2 separate regions of the Mus musculus genome follow, and region 1 is linked to region 2. Evidence: chromatin contacts called from public Hi-C data. All regions are on one chromosome and are shown on one strand. Each heading gives the region's core, a stretch centred on a gene start, on an enhancer-like site or on the middle of the called end of the contact. The rest is flanking DNA. Distances are from core to core; before and after follow the strand shown.

Evidence for each region. Hi-C and Micro-C count contacts between places; a contact is called where the count stands out from the background.
Region 1: a contact with region 2 is called in a Hi-C map of tail fibroblasts, with 8 times the contacts expected there. The contact joins two enhancer-like sites. A contact is called at or near these places in 1 of 39 promoter capture datasets (hippocampal neurons), 2 of 15 datasets of contacts at CTCF or cohesin (hippocampal excitatory neurons and pro-B cells), 18 of 484 Hi-C or Micro-C datasets (the Ba/F3 cell line, CD4 T cells, the G1E-ER4 cell line and 12 more) and 2 of 115 datasets of contacts at active chromatin or transcription factors (acute myeloid leukemia and embryonic stem cells).

What each region holds. Positions count from the first base shown.
Region 1 is chr4:9,094,778-9,102,386 of GRCm38.p6, forward strand. No RefSeq gene overlaps it. Among named protein-coding and RNA genes, the nearest start is that of Gm50597, 23 kb to the right of the region's middle. Within about 2 kb of position 2,469, at least 51 of the 459 cell types and tissues checked have an H3K27ac peak or open chromatin away from gene starts, as enhancers often do. A contact at or near this core is called in tail fibroblasts, where this site is marked.
Region 2 is chr4:8,496,328-8,503,081 of GRCm38.p6, forward strand. No RefSeq gene overlaps it. Among named protein-coding and RNA genes, the nearest start is that of Rab2a, 36 kb to the right of the region's middle. Within about 2 kb of position 2,829, at least 30 of the 459 cell types and tissues checked have an H3K27ac peak or open chromatin away from gene starts, as enhancers often do. A contact at or near this core is called in tail fibroblasts, where this site is marked.

The DNA.
Region 1 (7,609 bases), core at 1,219-3,718, 600 kb after region 2:
GTCACAACTGCTAGGGTGACTGGGTTAATGGCCAAGGCATTTTCCCCAGAGAAGCAGAGACAGACAGACTTGCCTTTGTCTGCTCTGAGAGAAGTTTGAATTTAAAACTTTGTCCCAGACAATGTGCTGGGACCCCTGGGGTTTGGTTGTTTGGCCATGTATGCTTCTCAGCAGTGCCACTAGCTCTGTTAGGAGGACCTGCATCCTGAGGATCTTCTTGCTTTCTTCTGAACCCAAGTTTGATTTGAGTTCATGAAGTCAGGCCTGTGAATGAACCCTTTCTACTGGACTCTCTTGTGGCCTCTCTCCACAAGTGTTGATTCTGAGCATGGGAGGTAGGGCAAGGGCTGGGCATGCTGGTTTAAATCCCTCTTCTTGTCCCCTCACCAGCCCCATCCCTGCCATACTAGAGTGGCTCTGATCTACAGGTATGTCCCTGTAGCTATTACCTTGTTGGTAAGGGTGACAAAGACTTTGTGTAGTCTCCTTCAGTTGTACACAGGAATATGTGCATTAAAATAATTTTTGATAAGTTTATGTATATTATGTTTGTTCACATACATATGTGTAGATGCAAACATATATAACATCATATATGTTTGTTCACATGTTTGTGTGTGTGTGAGTGCACAGACATACGCTTGCACGAGTGCACACACACACACACACACACACACACACACACACACACACACACAGCATTGTGTAAAGAGGTTGTGTAATATGCATGCTGAGTTACATCCCTCATCAGCATTATGTGCTGATGCTTTCACATCAGACCGGCTGTATTGGAAGACATGATCCTTGATGCCAAAATGAAGCCATATGGGAGAATTGTACATGGACACCTGTCCTTACAGGAAAAGATTAGGACACAGACACGCACAGCAGGAAGACTAAAAAAATGCAAGGAGACAGAGAGATCTGTCTGCGAGCCAAGGAGTGAGCTCTTACAAAAATCAAAAACAACATACAAAACAAAACCAGCTCTTGCGACAGCTGGATCTTGATTCAGGCATCCAGAATTGTGAGTTCAGAAATGTCTCTTATGTAAGCTACCAGCTGTAGTACTTTGTCATGGCAGCTGAGCAAACAAATAGGAGAGTCTCCTGAAGCTGCACTGAAGTGGGGAAGCCCAACTATGCAAGCCCCATTGCTGTTCTTAACTACTGTCGGTAATTCGAGTAAGCCTTAGCTTGTATATTGAGAGCGCTCCGCTCCTGTTGAAGGTTTCTCCTGCTGGCCTTGTTTGTATTTACTGACAAGCTCTGACGTTGGTCCCTTTCAGAACTCCTTCATGTGCTCTTGACTACTCTTGTTATTTTTCAGGTGAGCTATGGAGTTTTTAAAGCTTACTCTTTCCTTTTCTTAATTAAAGAAAACAACAACAACAACAACAACAACAACAACAACAACAACAACAGTACTAGTACCTATGCAAAACAGATTTTGGTTTTTAGACACAGAAGGAAGGTTTCAGGAAGCCAAACAAACAATAAGATTTGGAAACTCCCCAATGAGTGCGGGTTTCTGACCCCAGGGCAGTGACCAGCACCCTCATCAGAGAAGTAGAACAATTCCCAAAGGGACATCATCAGGTCTCAGCCCTGGGCCAGCACAGTGTGGATGGCCCTGGTGAGAGGCCAGTCCAGAGACTGCACTTTCTCTTCCTAACTGGAAGCACAGGCTAGAAACCTGCTGATCCAGAGAGGGTGTGGGCAGCCCTGACTTGACTGTGCTCCAGGTAAGCTAGGTGCCTGGCTGGTTGACCCTGATCTACTGGTTGGGAATGTCTGCCCTAGAGGATCTTTCACAACTTCATAGACTGCTTTCTTAAGGACAGAATCAAGTGGCAATTGGATGTTCATCTACAACGAGGCTTCCTATCAATAAATTATAGTGGCTCCCCTGCACAGAGACCTGATTGCTTGGCCTCTATAGGCATACTTGGCCTATGAGGATTTTTTTTGTAAGTCTTTTTCCTAGTCTATAATAATATGCAGTATTAGCATCGTGCCCTGATTTTTAGCTGTAAACACAGTACATAACTTTTTAAAATTTTTTACTGGATACAGTTAGCGGCCTTGTCCATCTTTAAATCTTTAAAAACTACCTGGAAATGAAAAACAGAACAGTCATAACCAGCCTATGTTGCTTTAACGTAGCTTTCAAGGCAGAAGGGGAAAAAGATTGCATATCCGAGGAGGTAAGGGAACGTGATAGGCTGGCAATTCTGAGCCAGCTATGACCTTGAGTGTGATCAATAGGCTGCTTCCTCTTTGTCAGGCAGAGCTGAATTCCAACTATTTTTCCCCAGCAGAGGCATTCATTTAATGATATTAAAATCTTCATTGATTATGCTCCATAGTTTGAAAATTGAAGCGGACCAAGTCAAACTCACTCAACCCAGTCGTCCTCCAGGCGCCATTGAAAGGAGACGTGGACGCGCAGCTATAACTAAATGCTGCCACCTAGAGGACAGAGTCGGTATAGCACCACGCCTGCAGTTGGTATTCTCCGGACTTCAGGAGCCCAGTCTCTGCTGTGTTTTCCTTTGGACTGTTCTCCCCGTGACTCAGATCGGAATACAAAGTGGAAGTTTTTGTATCCTCTAGGGAAATTATTCTTTATAACGATCGTTTAAATTCTCCCAAGATGAGTGTCCAAGGAGAGATAGACACTTGGAAGAGGAGCCCGGAGAGGAGTTGCCTCACATGCAGCTTCTGAAGCGATGATGTGAAGGTCTACATGAGTCTTTGGTATTATCTCCTCCTCACAGCAGAATATGAGTCCGCAGTGTTTCTCCCTGTAAAAGGCCGACAGTTCAAACCCCACACAGACGCCTGGGAAGCTGGTGAACAGTCCATTTCCTCGCCGGCTAGTGCTGTTAGAAGTGGGCTTGTCTTGGGAGAAATTCCAGTTTCAAGCCATCCTAGTCACACAAGGAAAGCCTGTCCCAATGCAAACAACAAAAAGAGAAGGCCTTTCTATTGGCTTAAAGCTAATCCCCGACTCCCAGCCCCTGCGCGCCTTCAAAGCACAGTGCTGCTCGTCTCTGAGGTTGACTGTGGTTCTCAGATTGGCCATCCAGGTTGCTGCTTCCTTTGCCTCCTCACAGAGGCTCCTCCATTTACACAGACGAAGTGCTCCTAAGCTACCGAAAAAAAGCTATGTATTGGGTCATCAGGTAGAAGCACACCGAGGGAGGTGGGCATGTTAGGCGCACCACAACCCAAGACTTTCCCTCTCTGGCGCTAGCCTGGTGACACAGGCTGCGGCTGTTACACTATGGAGAAACTCCGGGACCTGTGTCTTGTGCATGTCTGTAGAGTGGCACGAACACAGGCTGCTTTCTGCCAGGGAAGAAAGAGCTCTCTGTCTGGCCGAGTGTGGCGCAGGCAGGGCCGTGTATCTCTTTTGGGTTTTTTGTTTGTTTGTTTGTTTTTGTTTTGTTTTGTTTTGTTTTTGTTTGGTTTTGGTGTTCTGTCCATCTTGTTTGGGAAGCCCTCATCTGCGTCACTGAATTCAATCCCCTCTTCTGTTTTTGATTAAACTGCGTTGGGTGGAGACTAACCTGGGGTCATTTATGTCCTTCTGATGCTAATTTGCACAACCGATATTTTCTTTTACACTCTGTAGTTTAAGAGGTTTTCCTTTTCTAAATGAAATGTAGGGTTTCACAATCACATGGGGGACCAGACCGATGGAAGTGGTTCTGCTTGATGCCTTTAAAATTGTACAGAAACGTAAAGGAATTCACTGGGTGCGTGCGTGAGCATCCATTGCCATTTGATTAACATATCTCAAGGGTCAGGGCAGTAGGCATCGGCTCAGGGTGACAGTGGTAATATAAGTTGCCCCACACTGTCTTGGGGGGCTCTGCTCATGGGACATGAAACATGACAGTTAGTTTAGTAGAATCACACAATGGGGTGAAAACTCCCAGGGGCTTGCACATTGGGTCTATTCTAAGCCTGGGTTCTCTTGTGATGGCTTTGGGGGTAACTCAAACCAACCTTCCTACAGAGCTTTAATTATGCATAATCACCAGCAAGCTTTGTTCTGGGCTATCACTTTCATCTGAAGCTCAAAGAGCTCAAACATCATTACCTCATTAAACCTTGCAACACCCCTGCGAGGTGAGGCGATTAACCCATTTTCCAGACGGGGACATAGAGGCACAGAAGGTGTCAGTAACTGTCCTAATGTTACATGAATCAGAGTTAGGTAGACAACAGAGCCCACTCATGTTCCACCCCCAGTCTGCTTCTCAGAACCTTCCTTGCCCCATCACAGAAATAGTCACCCTCAGACCTGGGAACCAGCTCTACCTGGTTGTGCGCTGTGTTGAGCAGTATTCAGAACATCATACCTGGCATTAAATCAATATCAAGATTTAAAAAAAATAAAACTAATGCCTTTTAAGGAAAATGGATATGACAATAATCACTGAAGCAAAATGGGAGTCTCCCAAAGTCCTCAGCGTCTTCTCATAGAGGCCCTTCAACTTTTCTTACATTAAACCAGGAAATTCCACTTGGCCAAGCAGAAATGAAACTTGAACTTTACAAGCCTCAGAACTCTGTTTAAATGGAGGCATGCTAATGTTTGTCTTTTAAGTTTGATAAACAACGGTTTCTCCTTGGCTTCACTTCAGTGCAGGCTGTCTTCACATGAACCTCACGGTTGTTTTGTTGTGGAGTTAGGGGAGGGGCCTTGGTGTGATGGGGTGAGAGTCAACAGGCTTTCTTGTCAATGTTGGGGAACTATTGAAAGCCTGATATCTGGGATCAGGGGCAGAAAAGCAGCATTCAGTGAGAAGTCAGGAGTCTCCCTGGGCCTTTGCGTCTATTTATGATCTGTTTATGCCGCAGACACACTTACACGCAGCTACTGGCTAGGTGCAAAGCAGCTCTAAGGGGAGCAAAATGGAGTAACCATCCTTCAGCAGTTTGTAGTCAGTGGGCAAAGATAAGCCAGCATGGGAATATCAGGGTAGCTAGCCCCTGTGGAAGCATCCCCTAGGCATAGTCAAGGTGATTAGCTCAAATGGCATGCCAAGCTCCTTGAAAAGGTAATGCTTGGACATTGGAGGTGAGTCTAAAGGATTGAAGGCTCTCCTGATGAGGTTGTCATGACTAAACTTCAAGGGCTGTGTGTTTGGAGAAACCTTTCACGTGGATGCAATCCCAGCAGCAGAACCAATGTTTCCAGTGTGTATGAGGAAATTATTCCTGGCTAGAGTACACAGATACATCAGAAATGGGGCTGGTCTTCAGGCAAATTATAACGTGTTACAAAAAGCAGGATAAACTTTAAAAGGCACGTAACAATATAGTTTGACATGTGGTTATTACCACTTTAGAACTTACCCAATAAGGAAAATAGAACTCCAGAGGGAAGGGAACAGAAAGCTGGAATTCTAGAGTTAAGCACAATTCTGGGAGGATGAGAAACTGACTCAGGCCTCCTGCTTTGGGCTGGCTTCTGTTACTATGACAAAATGGCACAAACTGGGTAACTCCATAGAGAAGAGAGATGTATTTCCCTTAGCCCTGGGGGCTAGGACATTTAAACTAATATAGCAACAGTGCTGGCCTGCTTTCTGTCATCAACGATGCGGGCTATCACATGACAAGAGTCACACATGAGAAGAGTCACAGAGTGTGCCCACTGTGCTTTCCTCTTTGCCTTACAAAGTCATGGATTCCATCATGGGGACCTTCTCTGACCTATTGGTTAAAATGATCCATTTTCATATAGTTATCTAGTTCAATGCCACTTGAGAAATGACAATCTTTTCATCCTTTAATTATTTAAATTATGTACATTATGTAAAAAATCAGTTATCGGGCTTTTTTTAGAGCTCCCAATCAAGTTGACACTGTTATGTCTATCTTGTACTAATGCCATAGCATTTTGATTAGGGTAGCTTTGTAATAAGTTTGGAAATTGGGACATGTGAGTCCCCCAACTTGGTTCCCAATCCTAAGGTTGTTTTGACTATTCTAGGTCCCTTTGACTTCCCAGACAAACCTTTGAATCATCTTATCAATTTATGCAAAAATTGAAATGAGCTCACTGGGACTAAGGATTACAAAAAAGTTGTAGTTCGTTTGGGGAAGACTTTCCATACCAATGACAGTTTTAAGTCTTCCAGTTTGTGAACAAAACCTCTCTATTTATTTATCTTTAGCTAACGATCTTTAACCATGATTTTCTGAGTAGAAGTTGTATAGTTAGTTGGTAAATTTATTTCTAAGCATTTTGTTTTTATTGGTGCTTTTGTAAGTGGAATTCTTAAAAACAACAACAACAACAACAACTAGTTGCATGCATGTGGAAGTCAGGGGACACCGTGCAAGAGTAACTTCTCGTCTTCTACCTTTAAGTTGTTGGCTTGACAGGAGTTGCTTTACTTAATGAGCCGTGAAATTCTTTTCTTAATTTCCTTTTATAGTTCATATCATCTAGACACAACTGGCTTTTTAAAATATTATATTTTGATTCCTAAAGCCTTACTAAATTCATTTATTAGTTCTAATGGGAATTTTGAAAACAGGGGATCTTTAGGGATTTCTATGCCAGGCCAAGGCATCTGTGAATCAAAGCAATTGTACTTCTTCTATCTACTCTGTTTTGGAGGCTGTGCCATTGCTATTATGAATAGACAGAGTTAGACTTGAACCTAGAGATCTGAGGCTCCATGCATACCAGACCACTGTCCTCTTCCCCTAGACTGCAGTCCAACTGGATGGCCTTTACTTCAGTTTTTGCCTAGTTTCTCTAGATAGGAATCACAGCTTCTTGAGAGATGTTGTGGTCTATGAAAATGAAAAGCTCTATGCCCCTCCTAAGCTACCCACTGCTAATGTGACCATAAATGTGCTAAACTATGACCCTGGCATCAACTGCTAGACTCTTTTTTCCCTTTTATTGGGTATTTTCTTTATTTGCATTTCAAATGTTAACCCCTTTCCAGGTCTCCCCTCTAGACCTATCTTATCCTCCATCCCTCTGCCTCTATGAGGGTGCTCCCCCACCCCCCAGCCCCCCACTCCTGTCTTCCCACCCTGGCATTCCCCTATATTAGGTCATTGAACCCCCTCAGGCCCAAGGGCCTCTATTCTCACTGATGTCCAACAAAGCCATCCTCTGACACATATGCGGCTGAAACCATGGGTCCCTCCATGTGTGCTCTTTGATTTAGTCCCCGAGAGCTCTGGGGGTGTCTGGCTGGTTGACACTGTTGCTCCCCCCCATGGGGCTGCAAAACTCCCTCAGTTCCTTCAGTCCCTTCTCCAACGCCTCCATTGGGCCCCCGAGCTCAGTCTGATGGTTGGCTATGAGCATCCACCTCTGTATTTGTCAGGCTCTGGCAGATCCTCTCAGCAGACAACCATATCAGGCTCCTGTCAGCAAGTACTTCCCAGCCTCAGTAATAGTGTCTGGGTTTGGTTACTGTATATGGGATGGATCCCCATGTGGGGCAGTGTCTCAATGGCCTTTCCTTCAGTCTTTGCTCCACACTTTGTCTCCATATTTCCTTCCGTAAGTATTTTGTTCTCCTTCTAAGAAGCTCTGAAGCACACACACTTTGGTCTTTCTT
Region 2 (6,754 bases), core at 1,579-4,078:
TAGGTCACAACCCTTTCACATAGGGTTGCCTAAGACTACCAGAAAACACAGATTGCTATATTACAATTCATAACAGTAGAAAATTACAGTTATGAAGTAGCAATGAAAATAATCGTATGATTGGGAGTCATCACCACATGAGGAACTGTATTAAAGGAAAGTGGAGAACCACTGCTCTAAACTGTAAACAAGCTCTCACTTTAATGCTTTCTTTTATAAAAGTTGTCTTGGTCATGCTGTCTCTTCACAGCCAAAGAACAGTAACTAAGATAGCCAGAGAAAATGAATGCAGTGCTGTGGTTAGCCACCCTAACCCTAACAAATGAATGCCTATGGAGGCCAGAAAAGGTGTTGAGTACCTTCAAGCTGGAATTACAGGATGATTTAAGTTCTAGGAACAGAACTCAGGTCCTCTTCAGGAACAGAACATGTTCTTCACTATTGAGCCCTTTCTCCAGGCCCATGATTTGGTTCTTAAATCGCCCCCAAAAGCTTTTTATGTTGAAGGCTTGATCTCAAGTGTAACCATCTTCACAGGCAGAGCTTGGAAAAAATTAGGGTCTTAGGGCTCTGACCCTGGATTCATCACTTACAGGGCTACTGGGAGGTGGTGGAAACTTTAGGATGTGGGGCCTAATTAAAGAAAGTTGGCACTTGTACATGTGCCCTTGAAGAACATATTTTCCTTTATCTCTCCTCCCCTTCTCTGCATCAGGATGCCATCATGTACACAACTTTATACTTCTGTATCTTTGCCCCATAGTGCTCTGTGTCAGGGCTAAAAAAATAAAAGTAAAAATAAAAAAATTAAAAAAAAAAAACAAAGCCCATTGACTATGGATGGAAATCTTGGACTATGGATAAATCTTTCCTTCTGTAAAGCTGATTTGCCCAAGTATTTTGTCATAGCAATGAAAGCTTACTAATAAATACAGTGGGTACCTTTTTCTTGAGAAATATCATGAGGTCAAGGATTTGCTTGTCTCCATTCAATGGTGCTTCCTTATGTATGGAGTGTACAGCTTGGTGCTGAGGCTGATGTGGGTTAAGTCTTCTGGGTCCTTGTCACTATGAGAAGGATATTTGTTATACTACATAGTGAGAAGGAATCAGACTGAGACTAGAGAAATCAGGATGCTCTACTGTCCTCCGTGTCCCAGCAGACACCTACCACTGTCATGGCAGAGCTCTAGAGAACCACTCTGAGATGGTGTGGGAACTAATAAGGGGGCCATGGGGAAGAGAGGGAGGAAAGACCCACGTCCCACCAGAGTTTCACTTATGCTCTGGTCAGATGAACGTGGGAGGGCTGCCACACGCTTTCCACTCAGCCCCGGGTGGGCATCTAAGCCTCTGACCCACTCTTTGGGGGTTGGACAAGGGGCAGCCCAACCTGGGAGCCCTGGGGCCACACCCTGTAGCCCCAGGGTTATGGGAGAGAGGGAAGAGGGAATAAAGGTTCCTACACCAGTGAGAGTGAGCACAGTGGATCTTGATGAGCAGAGACTGTCTATGGTTTTAGAGCTTTATTATAGAAAGGCAGGGAGAAAGAGAGAAGGTAGAAAAGAGAGAGGGCAAAGGCTAGAGAGAAAGAGAGAGTAAAAGGGAGAGAGGGAGAGGAGAGGAGAAGAGAGGAGAGGAGAGGAGAGGAGAGGAGAGGAGAGGAGAGGAGAGGAGAGGAGAGGAGAGGAGAGGAGAGGAGAGGAGAGGAGAGGAGAAGACAGAGAGAGGAGTGAGAGAAGTGAGAGGTAAGAGAACAAAGGAATGAGAGAAGTGAGCGAGGAGAGAAGACAAAGAAAGGAGTGAGAGGGTGAGAGTGAGGAATAAGAGAGAGGAGTAAGAGAGAGATGAGGAGGGGCCTAACAGCCCCTTTTATGGTCTTTACTGCTGCTAGGTAACTGGGGAGGAGTTTAGCCTGAAGGTCAGAAGCTTAGGACATTGCCTACATGACTTCTAGCCATGCTTCTCTTGTGGGGGCTGGGGGGGTGGTAAGTGAGACAGGAGGCAGTTCCAGGAGCATGAGGGAACACCTACTGTGTCATGTAGGTGAATTATCACCCTTCTGGGGTTCAGATCTCAGCTTAACTGGAGACCAGCCTGTCTGTGCATAGCCCAATGCCCCACAAGATGGGAGTGTGATCTTGGGAAAGATGAATGTCCTTCACTGAAACCAGTCTAAAAAGACTGACCGTATCCACAGGGAGGTTGGAGTATACATCTCTCATTACTTATGAGGACTTGGGCCGCACACAAGAGACTAGCATTGGAGCACATGGGTAATGTTGGGATAACAAGGCTTTCTCCTAGGCTTCCAAAATGTAGAGAGTATAGCTCTTTAAACAATAAATGTATAATATTTTCCTCATGCAGTAAAATGATTCAGTGAAATTACAAGACTTTGGGGGATGGAGGGATGATTTTGTTTTGAGATCCCTTCTCACATTGTATCCCAAGCTGGCCTGGAACTTACTATGTAGCCCAAACTGGCTTAGAACTCACTATGTAGCCCAAACTGGCCTAAAACACACTATGTAATCCAAGCTGGCCTAGAACTCACTATCCTGCTTCAGCATCTCCACTCAGGGGTGATAAGCATGAGCCACCAACTCCCAGATAAATTACAATGATGATTAAGGACCTTTTCCCCCAGCTGGGGCTCTACCTGAAGGCAGGCTCTGCAGCTGTCTCCTGTGGGAATTCTGAGTCAGTCATGGATGGCATCTGTCAGGAACCAGGGCAAATTTCAAGGAGATTAAAACACCCTGAGAGTGCCTACAATCTGGAGGTATTTATGATTCCTGAGGTTGAAGTAATAGCAGACCCTAAGGGATTATGGGTAGAGCCTTGTCATGCTGGCAGCTTGTCTCTGCTGATTAATAGGATGTTTCGACAGAGAACGAGCTTAATCTTTTCCACACTGGCCTTGTACCCATAACTCACCTTCTGGTTTTAATAAGAAAGTCAGGCACCTTGGCAGGACAGGGTGAAGGTGAGACAGCGCTTCCCCTAGCTCAGTATTGGAACAGACAGACCAGAATAAAACTAAGAATGTTCGCTCTCACCTTCCAGGCTGGTCATGACTCATCATTTCCACAGGCTTGCAAGGAAAGATCACTGAGCATAAGAAAATAGCAAAAGTAAGCAGACCTTAAAGGAAATAAACCATAGGAGGACACAGTGAAGGACAACAGCACAAAATGACTATATTCAGAGCTGTGCTTGGTCAGTGAGGAGCCCTGAAGACTCACAGTGAATAATTCCAAAGACCCAGGGTCCAGGCATTAATCTGTGGATGAGACAGTGTTAGGGCATTGATTGAACATCAGAGGTGATATGTGAGTCACAGGCCTGTGAGTCTGCAGCTCCACCAATGTCTACAATGTACTATTGCTTTTCAAACTAAGTAGGTTTTATTTACTGATTGCCTGGGGCTCTTGGGTTGCAGGCCCAGCCTGGTTTGTGTTCTGTGCATGTTCTGCTACAGATGTGCACTCCTTCCGAGCCCTACCTTTTATTTCACTTTTGTGTGTGAGAGCGTACATGTTTGTGTGTATACCTATGTGTACTGGTAGGTAAGGATATGTGTGCACATATGCTCATGGAGGCGAGAGGTTCGAGGTTGGGTGTCTTCCTCAATCACACTCTACCTCTCTCACTGAGCTTGCCAGTTACTGTTAAGAAACCCTGGAGGTCTCCCTGTCTCCAGACTCCCAGCAGCTAGGTTTACTGGAAGGAAAAGGGGAGAAAGAAAAAGAGTAATGGAACAGAAGGGGAAGGGAAGGGAGGGGAGAGGAGGAGAGGGAAGGGATTGTGTCAGTAAGATACATACATACATACATACATACATACATACATACATACCTACATACATACATGCATACATACATACATGCATACATACGTACATACATACATACATACATACATACATGCATACATATGATTTGTTAGAGTGTCTTATAGGCTGTGGTTCAGCATATACAGCAATGGCTGTCACCAATGGAAAATCCAAGAATTCAGCAGTTGCTCAGTCCAAGAGAGCTGAATGTCTCAGCTGGTCTTCAGTATATGCCAGAATCCCCAAAAAAGTAGGCTCTAATGCCAGTGAAGGAATGAATTTAATAGCAAGAGAGAGCAAGCAGGCAAAGAAAGCAAGCTTCCTTCTTCCATCGCCTCTATATTGGCTACCAGTAGAAAGTTAGAGTTAGGTCTTTGTGGTGGTTTGGATACACTTGGCACATGAGAAGTGGCATTGTTAGGAGTTATGGCCTTGTTAGAGGAAGTAAGTCAGCCACAATGAAATGTTAATGAAATGTTTGTCTTATATAAGAGTTGCCTTGGTCATGGTGTTCCTTTACAGCAATGAACCCTGAGACAGTCTTCCCACCCCAAAAGATCCAGATTAAAAGGGAGTCTTCCCATTTCAAATGATTTAATTGAGAAAAAGTTTTTCACAGATATACCCAACCACTTGAGTTTCAGTTCATTTCAGATATAGTCAAGAATAACCAGGGAAGGGGAGAGGGAGGGAAACTGGAGAGGAGAAGAGGGGAATACAAGGAGCAGAGTTAAAGTAAACTGAGTCTGAAATTCTTGTCAAACCAAAGGTCTGTCCTAAGTAACCCTAGCACAGATTCAGAAACCCACGAACCGCCAGGGTTTCTTGTTATCTATCAACCCCAGGCATAACCCTCACTGGCAGGACTCCTGTAGGAGGGGTGTGGGTGAGGGATGTGGAGGTTGGGTGTGGGGGGGTGTATACAAAAGAAAACGTCTCACCTTCCCAGGTATAAAGGAATCAAAGTTTCTTGGACCTGCACCAGTCACCAGAAGCTAAGGTCAGGTCTTGCCCTGGCGGGGCACCACTCCCTGACTTCTCTCTAAGCTGGTTTCTCTTCCACACTTCCAGATTTGTGGGGAAGGGGGTCTGTACAACTGCCACGGCATGAGCACTCTCAGCCTCTCACAAACATACAAAGCTTTCGATATCAACACAGCATGACTAGTGTCCTACATTTAATTCTGACAACAAGAAAGCTTTGACAGGGCTGGAGACAGCCACTGTACACCCTGCCTGCCCATTTTGTCATTAGTTGCTGGAACTTTTGACACATCATCTGCAGTGAGTCCCAAGGCCACCTGTACTACCAGAGGCAAACTAGTGACTCACTAGAGTTAAATTAATAAGTGAGAGTTTTAATGAGAACTAACCACAGGTAACTGAACTTCTAAACAATTATCTTTCCACTGTAGTTAATTCATTTACTTATTCAACCTGCACAAATGTACGTCTATATTCTCTGTCAGACTCTATGCTCTGGAAAAATTATTACCAATCTTGTAAAGAATTGTACCCTTTATTTCAACATAAACAAAACACAATATGGTGTTTCAGATGCCAGGGTCAAAGCATATGGAGAAATCCTGGTTCTCTCTGGGAATTTCAGAAAATGCTCAGTACCAGAGGTGACTTTAAAGCCAAGCAAGGGACTAGCCAGATGGCTCAGCAGCTAAACGATTGCAGACTTGGTACATTACAGCTCACAGACATCTGTTTGTGCTACCAGGGTTGTTAAGCCCTCTTCTGGACTCCTCAAGCACCAGACACACAGACGGTGCACATACATGCACACAAGCACACAAACATTCCTCACATAAAATAAAATTAGTGTCTGTTAAAAAGACAAGTGGATGATGACTATTTAGGGAGAGGATGATAAAGGACACACTTAGTAAACAAGAGCAGGTGTTTAGTGATGTGCAGGGCAGTTTGGGGGTGAGTGAGTGGGGGTCAGGGTAGGGGAACCTCAAGCTCTGACTTGATGGAAGTCAAATGGAAAAAATAATCATAAAGCAAAAGCAAGGTGACAGACTGGAGGAAAAGATGCCTATGTCCTGCCAGAAGTATAAGCAATGTGGTGATAAGTGTTTTTACTATGATCACACCATTTGACCAACTAAGCAGACTTCTAGAAGGTTATCCCAAGAAAATGAGAACATGCTACATACATACATACATACATACATACATATGACAAGGTTTAGTTATAAGCTGTTCACCTGAGTATGAGTTTTAGTGGATAAAATAAAACAAGATTTAAAATAAATAAGAGAAAGAAACAACTTAAGATAAATGAAATGGCACATCCTAGGAAATGCAAAATACAAAGGGCTGAGGCAAAGAAACAAAAACTTGTGCCATAGATAACAAGACCCTGTCTTATTCGGCATGTGGTGGCTCATGGCTCTAATGCCAGCACTTGAGCAACTGGGACAGAAAGATGGGTACAAGTGTGAGACTAGATTGGGTGATATTGAGTTTTAGGTCAGCTTGACCTCACCTCAAAAGAATTAAAAAGGAAAACGAATGTACAGTCGCAAGTTATCAGGCTGCCAATTGTGTTCCATCCTGGGAATTTTCTATCATACTGAGGAAAGCTGAGCTTCGGGTCTCACATTTACGTGGATTCTTTCAATATGCTGGGAGGGGCCCTTCCAAGTTCATATAAGTAATTTTATAGTCTGTTCTTAAAGAGACTTCCCCCAAAGAGTATATATCTTTATGACTTCACAAACTCCAACCCTTTTCCCCAAAGTCTATCTATCATTAAAATGTATTTATTTGTTTGTTTGCTTGTTTGTTTAATTTGGGTTTTTTTTTTTCAAGACAAGGTTTCTCTGTGTAACCCTGGCTGTCCTGGAACTCCCTCTGTAGACCAGGCTGGCCTTGAACTCAGAAATCTGCCTGCCTCTG